Linked DNA regions of Mus musculus: regions 2 and 3 are each linked to region 1. The links are chromatin contacts, called in public promoter capture Hi-C maps. All regions are on one chromosome and are shown on one strand. The core of a region is the stretch at or near the end of the contact, and the rest is flanking DNA. Distances in the headings are between cores, read along the strand shown. Region 1 holds the start of C2cd3 (C2 calcium-dependent domain containing 3). Region 2 holds the start of Rsf1 (remodeling and spacing factor 1). Region 3 holds the start of Rsf1os2 (remodeling and spacing factor 1, opposite strand 2).

Region 1 (3,658 bases), core at 321-2,820:
TAAATCCATAGTTGACCACAGTTAAGATACGTTATCGTGGGAGAGGGACTCTGTGAGGTCGGTAGAGGGGGCAGCAACTGGGATGTAAAATGAATAAATAAAATAATGGAGAAGATACATTATTCTTAACCTCACTCTTTTTTTGTTCTGTTTGTTTGTTTTGAGACAGGGATCCTCAGTGTAACCCGCTCTGGCTGGCCTAGATTTGATTTGTAGACCAGGCTGGCCTTGAACTCACAAAGATCTGCCTGCCTCTGCCTCCCAAGTACTGGGCTTAAAGGCTAGCCCACCACAGCAGGCTCTTTATCTCACTCTTAAATTGTCTTTGCTGTCAAGACCATACAGTCAAGGACAGAGACTAACATTTTTAGGTTTGCTGCTACCTTTGGTTCTGGGTTCAAAATGTTAACGTCAAATCTTACTAGAGTTCAGAAAGGTGATGAATAATATGTAAATGAAGCGATCAGTTACAACTCTGGCTTTCCTTTCAGTCAGTACCTTTTCTGAAAGATTTAGAGAAGACTTAAAAACAAAACAAACAAACAAACAAACAAAACAAAAAAAACCAAGAGTTTTTCTGCAGGCGGATCAAGTTCAAGGCCAGCCTGGGGTTCATAGGGCCCCCTTATAGGAGCTGGATAACTAAGAGGATTTAAGTTGGATTCAAGTCATTCTAAGTGAGGAGCAGTCCATATATGCACATATGTTTCCATTTCAACGAATTATCCCTGCGCTTTATGGTAGATCTTTTTCTTCATGCTACAGGACACAAACTGTTTTAGTTGAAAAAACTCCTTGTATTGATTCCTGATGAGATCTCAGTATATTCTTATGAAGCGCAATCGCTTCCCAAGGAAAAAATCAGAGAAGTAGAAGGGTATATATATATATAAGTGGTTTTATTTGCTTTTTGAGTAAGCTTGGGTTACAGGTTTCACGATGTCCTCTATCACACACCCTTTCACCATCTAAGGTTTTTCCGGACAGAGTTATGTCCCTTCCCCCTACTCCGAATACCTCTAACACACATACGTGTATCCCTGTCGTAAAAAGAGCACGTTTAATTTTGTTGTTCTCCTATCCGTATCTATTAATCCTCACTTGCCTCATTTATCGACCCTCAGGCGCTACTTCCTTTCCATTCTTTAAAAAAAAAAAAAATTCTCTTAACTTTCTGGTTCCCTAGTTAGTCTCTCTTCCGTCCTCTTTTGTTTTGTTTTGTTTTGTTTAACCGGAGCGGGTGGAAGTCTCCTTAGAATTCTTTAGCCCTTTTATGCTTTTCTCAACCTTAAAGAAATAAAGTTACCTCTCTTTTTGCGCCCACGGCCGCCCCCAGGCCCTTGGCCTTTCCGTTGTTTCATCCCGAGCCTGGGCCCTTCGTCACAAATTCAACGCAGGTGCCAGCTCCTAAGCTGTACGCTCCCGCCATCCCTTCCCACGGCGCCTGCGTTCCCCGGCAACGGGCGCCGCTGGGAAGCCTGGGACGCAGGAAGAAACACTCTTTCACCAACAGTTCCCGGAAAGCGGTGCCAAAAGAAGGCGCCAATTAGAGCCCCTGCAAATGGACTACAACACCCATGATGCTTTGCTTCCCTACCTTGGCCAAGTTGGACCAGGGCACCTGCATCTGCGCAAGCGCAAATTGATACACTATTTGAGGACTTCATTGTCCAGCATGCATTGCCTTCAAGAGGTCTCTTCCTGCTAGGGTTGTCGAGTTCTCTGATAGGAGTCTGAGAGATCCGCAGACTCCGTTACCCAGTTTCCTTTGTGCGAAGGCTGTTGCGCACTTCCGGTGGAAGCGCTGCGGCGAGGGGGCGGGGCTTACTGAGCCAGTGGGCGGTAGGCGGCGCTGCCGGTGGCTGGTTGCTGTCCAAAGGCGACTGGGCGTCGTTAGAGGAGAGAGCTGTGACCGGTTGTACTGCACGTATCGTGGGACGGACCTTGGGCCACTGTTGTCGACGTGCGGCCTCCCTTTGATGTCGGCCCTTGAAAAAAGCATGCACCTCGGCCGCCTACCTTCTCGCCCTCCTCTACCCGGCAGCGGGGGCAGTCAGAGCGGAGCCAAGATGCGGATGGGGTACGTGACTTGTACCACTCTCCCAGGAGACCAGGCCCAGGCCATTGGAGATTGGTGTCTGGGCATTCAGAGTGCCACGGGAAGGGACGCTGTGAATTGGAGGAAATGCTGGCCTTGGCCTGGAGGTGTTTAGATAGAGTAGAAGGTAGATTTGGGGACTAGGTGAGGCGCTAAGGGAGTAGTCCACTGGAGGACTGATAACATTGTTGGAGAAGGGGAATAAGGACAAGGTTGAGAAAATGAAAGGATAATCTAAGGGATGACGGGAATCAACTCTAGAAGTGATGAGTCTGGGAGAAAGAGTGAATCAGTGAGATGAGGAGAAATCTGGCATCGTTGAGGGGAATAGGGAATGACTGAGAGAAAAGTTGACGGGTTTGGGGAATCAAGTAAGTGAGCCAGGAGTAAGAAGGTTTTTACCTGAGGGTTATAGAAAACATCTGAGGCAAAGACTAGGGAGTAGAAGGTTCTAGAGAAAGTTTCCAGAAGTGTAAGAGTCAAGTTCAGAGAATGAGGGGGTGAATCAGAAAACTTGGAGAATAGGCCTAAGGAAAGACAGAGAACATGGCTAGGGGACTGTTATCAAGGGAGTGAGCCCAGAGGCTAGGGAAATAGGGGGGGTGTGATGAGGAAGACAGCTGAGTTTGGAACAGTGACCACTGATATCCCAGAGACTGAGAAATAATTTCGAGTAGGATTTGTTAAATGGAAGCACTGGAGAGGTAAAATCTGAAAACCAAAGAAGATTTTGTCAATTGTTTTGTTTTGCCAAGCAAATGGGACCTGAGGGAAACTATCTATTGGTCTAAGAATTAGACTTAGTGAAGCACTGGGAGTAACCACTTAACAATAAAATGGGAGTAAATGGTTTGCTGGAAAGGGAGTAGGGCTTGAGTGTGTGTGTGTGCTTATGTGTGTGGGTTAGAAACATTTATTAATTTTTGTGGTGTTGAGGCTGGAACCCAGAACTAGATAAATGCCACATCACTGAGCTACACTCCCAATATAAAAGCTGAGCTAATGAAAGAAACTTTAGAAATTTAGATCCCTGACAGGCTGTGTCATTTATAGTTATAGGATGCTTGCCTGCTGGAGAAATCGTGATAGTTGAACATCCTAGTAAGAGCTGCTGGAAGGCAGAGAGAACTGGATAGTCATTGGGCTATTTGGAGGACTACTGATGGTAAAGAGAAAAGAGACCTATGTTGGATTTGGGATTGGAGAGAGAAGCTGGTAGATATATTTCAAGAATTTCCACAGACTGACCAAAAGGCAAGAAAAGATGTATGCAGTTCTGTGAAGACTGAGTATAGGAGATGAGAGAGAGTCCTGCTATTAAAATGATTGGTAAAATCTGAATCCAAGAGGTTATGATCTATAATAGAAAAAAATTGACTGAGGAGGCATAATAGCAGGTAAAATGGAAAGCTTGTTATAAGATAAAATAAAGATTGGTCTCGAAAAGACATAAAGATTGAACTTTTAACATAAAGAAAATTTGGAAGCTGACCTATACCATTATTTTGGAAAATTAGCCTGAAGTATAAAAATAAATGTAATGATTCTTCATGTGTTTTT
Region 2 (3,658 bases), core at 449-2,948, 2.8 Mb after region 1:
ATAACTGCTGTAGGATTAATACTTAATAACATTGTATATCACACATTTTCTCTACAGGTAATACTTTGAATAAGTTCACACTTGGGTCTTTCCTTAGCTATGTAAATACATCATATCGGAAACGTATTTTCTATACAGAACAAAAAAGCAACTCTGCTTTCTTAGAAAGGTCACAGCTATCATGCCTTGTACAATACCCAGTCCACCCTGGTCATCTACGCACAGATCAAAAGAAAAAGAAGAAAAGAAGACCTATTTGGGAAACGTTTCTTCTTTTGCCAAGGGCTGTCGCTAAACAAAGGCAATGTTCGGAGTACACAAATTAGGCTTCTCCTAGGGAAATAAAGTACCAGAAAAGGAGCGGAATGGATCGGGACTAATAGGGGAGAGGGTTAGCGCTCAGCGTGTAAAGACTGCAAGCAGCAAACACAGCGCTGAGATGCTCCAGCAAAAGAACCACGACCAGCAGCAGCAGCAGGAAGTTTCAATGGGGCCGGGCAGAGCATGCGCCCTGAACCCGCGCGGTGGCCTTATGTGGAAGGAGCACCACTTGCGAACACCAATAATAGACCAGCGGCACCAGAGAGAAACATGAGCAACAAGCACCTTCTTCAACTGTTTCCCCAGCCATCTGAGCCCCTCCTCCAGCCTACAGACTAACCACCCCACCCCAGCCAGCAAATGGAAGAGTGACTTCTTCCCTTAAGCCCTGTAGCTGAGATAGGGGGAAGGGATAGAGAAAAGTGGAGAGATGCTTTTCTATTATTTTGGGGGAGGTGGTGAGGAGAAAAACTATGGAGGAGGAGATATTAACCCTCTCCTACCCAGAGCGGAGAAGCTGGGCCGAGTTCATTTCCCCTTCCTACGCGAGAATAGGGGGGAAGCCCCCTCTCTGGTCATAGACTCAGATCTCCCAAGGAGGAAGGAGTTTGGGGGGCTAGACCAGCCCTCCAGGGGACGGGAAAAGGCAGGAGCCGACTCTCTCGGGGGAGTTCCCACCACCGGGAGAGCGGAGTGTCCGCGGGCCCCCGCCCACTCAGGTGGAGTGAGCAGAGGGGGCGCCGAGAGAAGATGGGCCCAGCCTCCCGGGAGACGGTGGGGCGGATTGGTGGGAGGAGGGGAAGAGAAAAGCGCAAAGCTGGCCGGAACCTGCGCTCCCCTTCCCCCGCCACCTAAAGGGGTAAGAACTGGAGGCAACACCGGCGCGGGGGACCCGGCCCCAGAGCGTCAGGCCGGCACAATACCCCCTCCTGGGCCCTAGCCCACACCCGGTCCGCGACGCCCCCACCTCCGTCCCCGCGGGGCACGGTGGCCCTAGGGGGCCTCCGCCCCGCCTCCCCAGCACCCAGGAACCCCCGGGCTACGAGGAGTAGGGACTCCGCGGAGGCCAATCCCTGGCGAGGGACGGCCGCAGAGCCCCAGGGTATCTATGGAGAGCTAAAGCGCGCCAGGGCCGCTTCCCGCCGGGCTTTCGGGCCGATCGCTTACCTTCTCCGTTGCCGATGTCTGGCGGCGGCGCCTGCAGCACCCGCTCCAGCTCTGGGAACGGCAACTCGGGCAGGTCCAGCAGCGGCCCGTAGCGTTCCAAGAAGGAGCAGACTACGGCGAAGTTGGGGCACGAACCCGGGCAGCCCGGAGGAGCCATCGCCGCTGCCGCTGCCGCCGCCGCCGCCGCCGCCGCCGCCGCCATTTTGAACTGGAGGATGGAGGAGGAGGGGATGGGGGGGCGGGAGGAGTTGGGGGGACCGAGGGATGGCAGGGTAGCTTTACGGACGACAGGAGGCGCTCTCGAGTGGACGCCCCTGCGGCGGCGAGCGTCTCGCGCCAGGCGCCGCGATCCCACAATACCACGCCGGCCCGGAGCAGTCGAGAACTGAGTTAGATCGGGGACAGAGAGGCACTCTGGGCCCTTCACTTTCCGCCCTCTTCCCGTCCCCTTCCCTCTACGACTTCAAGGCTCCGACTTCTTCCCTCCCACTTCGGGGTCGCTACTGCCTCGTGTGACAGGGGGAATGAAAACAAGGGAAGCGGGGCGGAGAGGTTGGGGGCGGGACTTTCTAAGAACGATAGCCAATGGGGGGAGGGGGCGGAGCTTCGGGTGTGGGCCGGCTGAAGGCGAATTCCAGGCCTGGTGGCTGAACCGCTGTGGCTCAGAGTCCCTCGGCTAGCTGCAGGGAAAGGTGAAGCACGGATCCGACTGGAGGAACAACCGCGAACAGAAGCGCTGCGTGAGTTTTCTGCGGGATCTGGGAACGGAGACGACCAAGAGAGAGAGACAGAGAGGGAGTTGAAGAGAGACACCAAGATGCAGCAAAAGAGAATGGCAGGGAGGAGAGAGGTTAGGAGAAGGAAAGGTGCGGTTGTGGCTTGGCGCGGGACCCTGGAGAGAAGTCTCAGAAAGTTTGCTGAGGGGTGTTGCCCTCTCCTGAGTGTTGTGTGACCAAACTTTTCCTGGGGGGACGGTAAACACATCTCACCCCAGACAGAGCTCCCACCGACAGACCGAAGTACAGATAACACCAAAGTCCAACTTGGCGAACCAATGCGTTTTATTTTAACAGGAGCATGGATAAGGGGTCACTTACAGGAGCAGGAATGACTCAGAGACAGCTGCGACCCCAGGGCCCACCCCAGCATGGGTGACAGATTATAAAAACTGCACAGCCTGCAGGCAGCTCACTGCGTTGGCATGTCCTTTCCAAGTGACTCTGGTCTGAACCTCTTCCAGGCAGCTCAGCTGGCTTCTGCTCCTCCCAGGCAGCTGGTCCCATCTCAGAGTCTTCTTTGCAGTGCAGCTTGTCTGAGAGGCTTTTTTTTTTTTTTTTTCAGCTCAACTTCCTTTAGTTTGAGAGAGACGATCACCTTTTACTGTTTGCTCTGACAGAGAGAGACCTAATGAATCTGGTTAGTTTCAGGGACTTCCTGAAGCTGTTTTGAGTTGTTTTACTGTCCTGTTTAAAGAGCTTCCTTGCCAGATGGAACCGGTGGACCAGGGCCTAAGGTACTCTGTGGATCACTAATGAGGAATTGCCTCTGCTGGGTGACCAAATCTGAGGAACCACTCTCTACTCGGGAACTAAGATGCTAAGAAGACTCTGGGCTCAGCTCAGGCTCTAAGTTGGCCAAGGTCTAGAGGGTGAGCTAGGATTCTACTTAGAAAGCTGGGAGTTCGCTGCACAGCAGTAAGCTTGTTAGGAAGCAGAGTTCTACTCCATTCCAGAGTTGGTTGTAGCATTCTCTCAGAAAGAATCCCAGAATGGGGAAAGTCATCAACAATGGAAAATAAATAGAACCTGCAGCTTAGGAAGCAGTATACTGTATGCTTAGGAGCAGGAAGTAAGTTTGAGTTGAACCAGACTTGAGTCCTATCCCTAATTACTTTATAACCTTCCGAAGTTTCTTTGTTACTTTGAACTTTAGTAAAGTGAATAATAATATCTACAGCATGGATAGTTCACAGTAAAGTGGTTAGTATGTTTTTCTGTCACATTGAATGTACTTTGAAAGATTCCTTCTTGTCCTGGCAGGTGGCAGAGTCAGGAAGAACTCTGAGTTCAGGCTATAGAGTAAGACTGTTTCAAAGAATCAAATCTTTCTTATAAAAAAATTATAATCTAGATTGAATCCAGCTATATTGAGCCTACAATTTATTACATTA
Region 3 (3,658 bases), core at 563-3,062, 2.7 Mb after region 1:
CATCCTGCAACACAAGGCAGATTTGGAATCAATAAGTAGGTGTTTACATACCCATTGTAGTCAGCTATATAGCCCAGAAGAGAGGCCAGGGAAAGTACCTTAGAGAGACACATGCTTCAAGAGTCTTCAAGTCTTTTGAAAGAAGACTTAGGAGAGAGAAGGAATGGAAGAAATAGACTGTAAACTGGAAAACATCTGCTGGGTATAAGCAGTAAGATCTTTGGTGATCTCCACAATTTCTTCTGCATGTGGAGTGGTGGAACACAGATATATTCCTAACTTTGACAAGATCCATTTTATTTGCCCATGTGTATTAGTCAGGGTTCTCTAGAGTAACAGAACTTACAGAATGAATGAATGAATGAATGAATCTCACAACTTCTTCCCTCCCATCCCTTTTCTTTCTCCCTCATGGCTACTCCAAACACATATACCAACCAAACTGCGCACCCACCCACATTTGTATTTCTAGTCGGTGTCTAAACACCCAGTCCCACTATCCACACTGTTCTCTGAACAAATAGCTCTTTACACGTTTATACCCTGGGCTCTGTAGTAGGCATAATCTTGGTCCCCAAGAGATTTGTTTTCCAGTGCCATGAAAGAAGGGACTTTGAATGTAATTAAGATTACTAATCTACTGATGGTGAAATAAACGAGATAGCCTGGATTTTCTAGGCAGGAGCAATGTTATAACTCGAGCTCTTAAAAGCAGAGGATTTCCTTTGTGGCCAACAAATAGAATATAGCAAAAGGTAAACCAGAGACTCTGAAAGACAGGAAAGAATGAGAAGAGAAAGAAAGAATGAAAGAAAGAGGGGGGAAAGGAGGGAGGAAGGGAAAGGAAAGAAATGGGGAGGGAGGGCGGGTGAACAGGAAGGTATGGGGTGGGGGTAGGAGGGTATGAGCGTGTATGTAGTGTGTATTTTAGTGGCATGTCTATGTTATTGTGAAAGTACTGAATCCTGCAGGTAGTGAAATAGAAGAATTCCTTCCAGGACCTGCACATCCAGGAGTCGGGTTCGGCTGGTTGTGACTCCGCCCTGCGTGGGCCTGAAGATGGTCCTTCCCCCCAGCCCCCACAAACACACACACTTGAAGCAGAACATCCCAGCTCATTAACCAAACGTCGTAACCCGTCACAATCTGAGCTACATATTCCACGCAGGGAAATCGTCTAGTTGACACGACCATTCCGAAAGCTAGGCCCACGGAAAAACTAACCGAGGCTCTGCAGACTCAAAACTCAACGTGACCACGCGCCAGGCTTGCAGGAGACAGGCCGGTTCGCACAGGTCGTTAGGGAGAAACGCGGGCTAGGGGACAGAACCAGCCGAGCTCGGGAGGGGACAATCCCACCCTGCCCGCACAATAGCGCCGGCCGGCTGGTCGGCGCCCCCCAACCTTACCTCTCCGCGATGTAAAGCGTGCCGGTGCCGAGCCCCTTCCCGTTCAGCACAGCCTCGGTGTCTGGCTGCTGCAGCCGGAGCCCGTCGGCCGACCCAGGCGGCGGGAAGCTTTTGAGGAAGCTCATTGCCGGGGAAAGCATCGCTCCACGCGAACCGAGAGAGGCGAGTACCGCAATCGCGGCTCGCACGGAGCTGCCCCGGAAGCAGTAGTCGTAGCCCGGAAGAACAACTTTCTCAGCGAGGGCCTTAGCATGCGGTTGACCATAGAGACGGGATGTTCTAGGCAACTCAGAGGTCCGCAGCGAGCCGGCTGGCTTTTGTCACGTGGCATCGGTTCCCCTTTCCCGCTCCTCTAAGGATGCTTAGAATAATCGAGTGTTTTCTATGTGGTTCTCTTTGAAGGTCATAGGAGCAAACCCCGAGAGAGGATGTATAAGGAATACCAAGCCTTTCCCAACAAAAAGCGGGAAGGGACCCAGGCCCCAGGAGTCCCTCGCCGAAGGAGGACTCACAGAAATAAAATCCACACGCATCTGGAGATCCCAAGTCTCCCGGCTGGGTGCACGAGTCTACCCTGCTTCCGCCTCGTCAGGCCTGTTCTCCTTGGGTTCACACAGCCATTTACCAGACCTCTTAGTCCCCACGTCGCCGGAGAGATCGAGCGCCCCATCCCCACGAGTCATGCCACGAGCACGAAAAGGTTACATTAATGATGGACAGTGCGCAGCAAGACAGTCAAAAGACTGCCCGAGGGAAAGGTAGGCCACTGGTTAGGAACCCTTGCCTTCCCTGTTCGCTAGGTCCCAGTGAATAAGAGCAGTGAAAACCTACAGGTTTGGTGAATAGAAACCCATAACAGAGACCTATAGACCACACAGCATACGGACTTTACCTCTTATATTTCTTCATGGATTCCTTCGTGGTTTTTGAGACAGGGCTTCTTTAAGTATCCCAGGCTGGCTTCCAATACATAATCGATTTGCACCGAACTCCAGTTTACTGGTACTACTATGAGCACCCATCACCACACTTGCTCAATTAATTTTTTTCTTTATGATACACAATATGAACACATTTTCTATTACCCACTTTAACAGATGGGACCTGAGGCATTAAACTCACAAGCTAGAGTTGGTGGATGGAATTCAGTCAGTTGACCTCTAGACTCCACTTTTTTTGGCTGTAGAATTGTAATATCTATGGGGCTAAGGCTGTTTAGGTTGGATAACATACATGGAGGATGTGATAGCAGTTTTATCTTTCTTTCTCTTCTTCCTCCTTTTTTCCCTTTGGATTCTTTTCAACAGAGGAATCTAAAGATTTTTTTCCTCACATATATGTATATACCTACCTACATACAGTCAGGTGTGAGCCACCCTGCCTGGGCGCAGTGACCCTATCTGCAAAGGCATTAGGCAGTCTCACAAGCTGACCCATGTCTCCAGTCAGTTCCAAGTGTTACGTTTTAAAATTTAGTTTGTTGTTAGTGAGACTAGGAGGCAGGTCCCCTGAACAGGAATGAGAAGGTGGGAGTGGAGTAAGGGAGGGGATGAGAAAAGATTCTAGAACTCTCTGAAGGTTAAAATCCTCGTCATGTGGATATAGATTGAGAGGAAGAATTTGTGACGATGAAGACAAGAATAGACAAAGAAGAGAGGTTAAATATCGTTTCTAAATTTCCAGTTTAAAACGTTGAGTAGGTGTGCTTTCTAAGTGGTAGATTTCAGAAAGAGGTTTTCAAGGTAGGTTCCAAGGGTAGCAGATAGAGTTCTTGCTGGATTAGCTTGGGTTGAATCCCCAGTACTTAAAAAGAGTAGCCTATGAGTCTGATTGGAGAAATGGTTAATCTGAGACATTCCCTAAGACATTTATTTGGTGAAACAAACAGTGCTTGGTTCAGAAAAGGAGCCCCCATGTATGTCAGAGAAAACTGGCAAGAACCAGTATAGTAGTTTCTCATCAATTTGTCTTAGTCTTCAGAATCATTTACATTGTAATAGCCCAATGGCAAGACATTTTATACAAGGTGCTAAGTGAAGAAAGAAATCTTAGCTGTGAAGAAGATCCCTCCAAGCACTGGGTGCCAGGCTCCAGCATTTTAATGCAAACCATCACCTGGAAACAACTGACAGAGCCCCGTAAAGATAAGAGGTTATAAGGGTTCCTGCCTTTGGGTAACAGTAAGAGTTAGGCTTACAAACCCACTCTTACTAGACCAGAATTACTACTATTAGAACATAGGGACATGT

Evidence for each region. Promoter capture Hi-C pulls out the DNA fragments that hold promoters and counts their contacts.
Region 2: a promoter capture Hi-C map of liver shows a contact between it and region 1, with 2.9 times the contacts expected there. The contact joins the promoter of Rsf1 here to the promoter of C2cd3 in region 1. A contact is called at or near these places in 2 of 39 promoter capture datasets (embryonic stem cells and liver).
Region 3: a promoter capture Hi-C map of pre-B cells shows a contact between it and region 1, with 2.2 times the contacts expected there. The contact joins the promoter of Rsf1os2 here to the promoter of C2cd3 in region 1. A contact is called at or near these places in 2 of 39 promoter capture datasets (liver and pre-B cells).

Annotation. Positions count from the first base shown.
Region 1 is chr7:100,370,145-100,373,802 of GRCm38.p6, reverse strand. C2cd3 (C2 calcium-dependent domain containing 3) reads right to left here and starts at 1,570. Exons shown (of 33, transcript NM_001017985.3): 1 at 1,307-1,570. The coding sequence starts at 1,361. Ppme1 (protein phosphatase methylesterase 1) reads left to right here and starts at 1,907. Exons shown (of 14, transcript NM_028292.2): 1 at 1,907-2,080. The coding sequence starts at 1,980.
Region 2 is chr7:97,577,936-97,581,593 of GRCm38.p6, reverse strand. Rsf1 (remodeling and spacing factor 1) reads right to left here and starts at 1,698. Exons shown (of 16, transcript NM_001081267.2): 1 at 1,489-1,698. The coding sequence starts at 1,690. It overlaps Aamdc (adipogenesis associated Mth938 domain containing), which reads left to right and starts at 2,097. Exons shown (of 5, transcript NM_001177945.1): 1 at 2,097-2,228.
Region 3 is chr7:97,694,621-97,698,278 of GRCm38.p6, reverse strand. It overlaps Rsf1os2 (remodeling and spacing factor 1, opposite strand 2), which reads left to right and starts at 1,812. Exons shown (of 3, transcript NR_154552.1): 1 at 1,812-2,167. It overlaps Clns1a (chloride channel, nucleotide-sensitive, 1A), which reads right to left and starts at 1,622. Exons shown (of 7, transcript NM_023671.2): 1 at 1,410-1,622. The coding sequence starts at 1,549.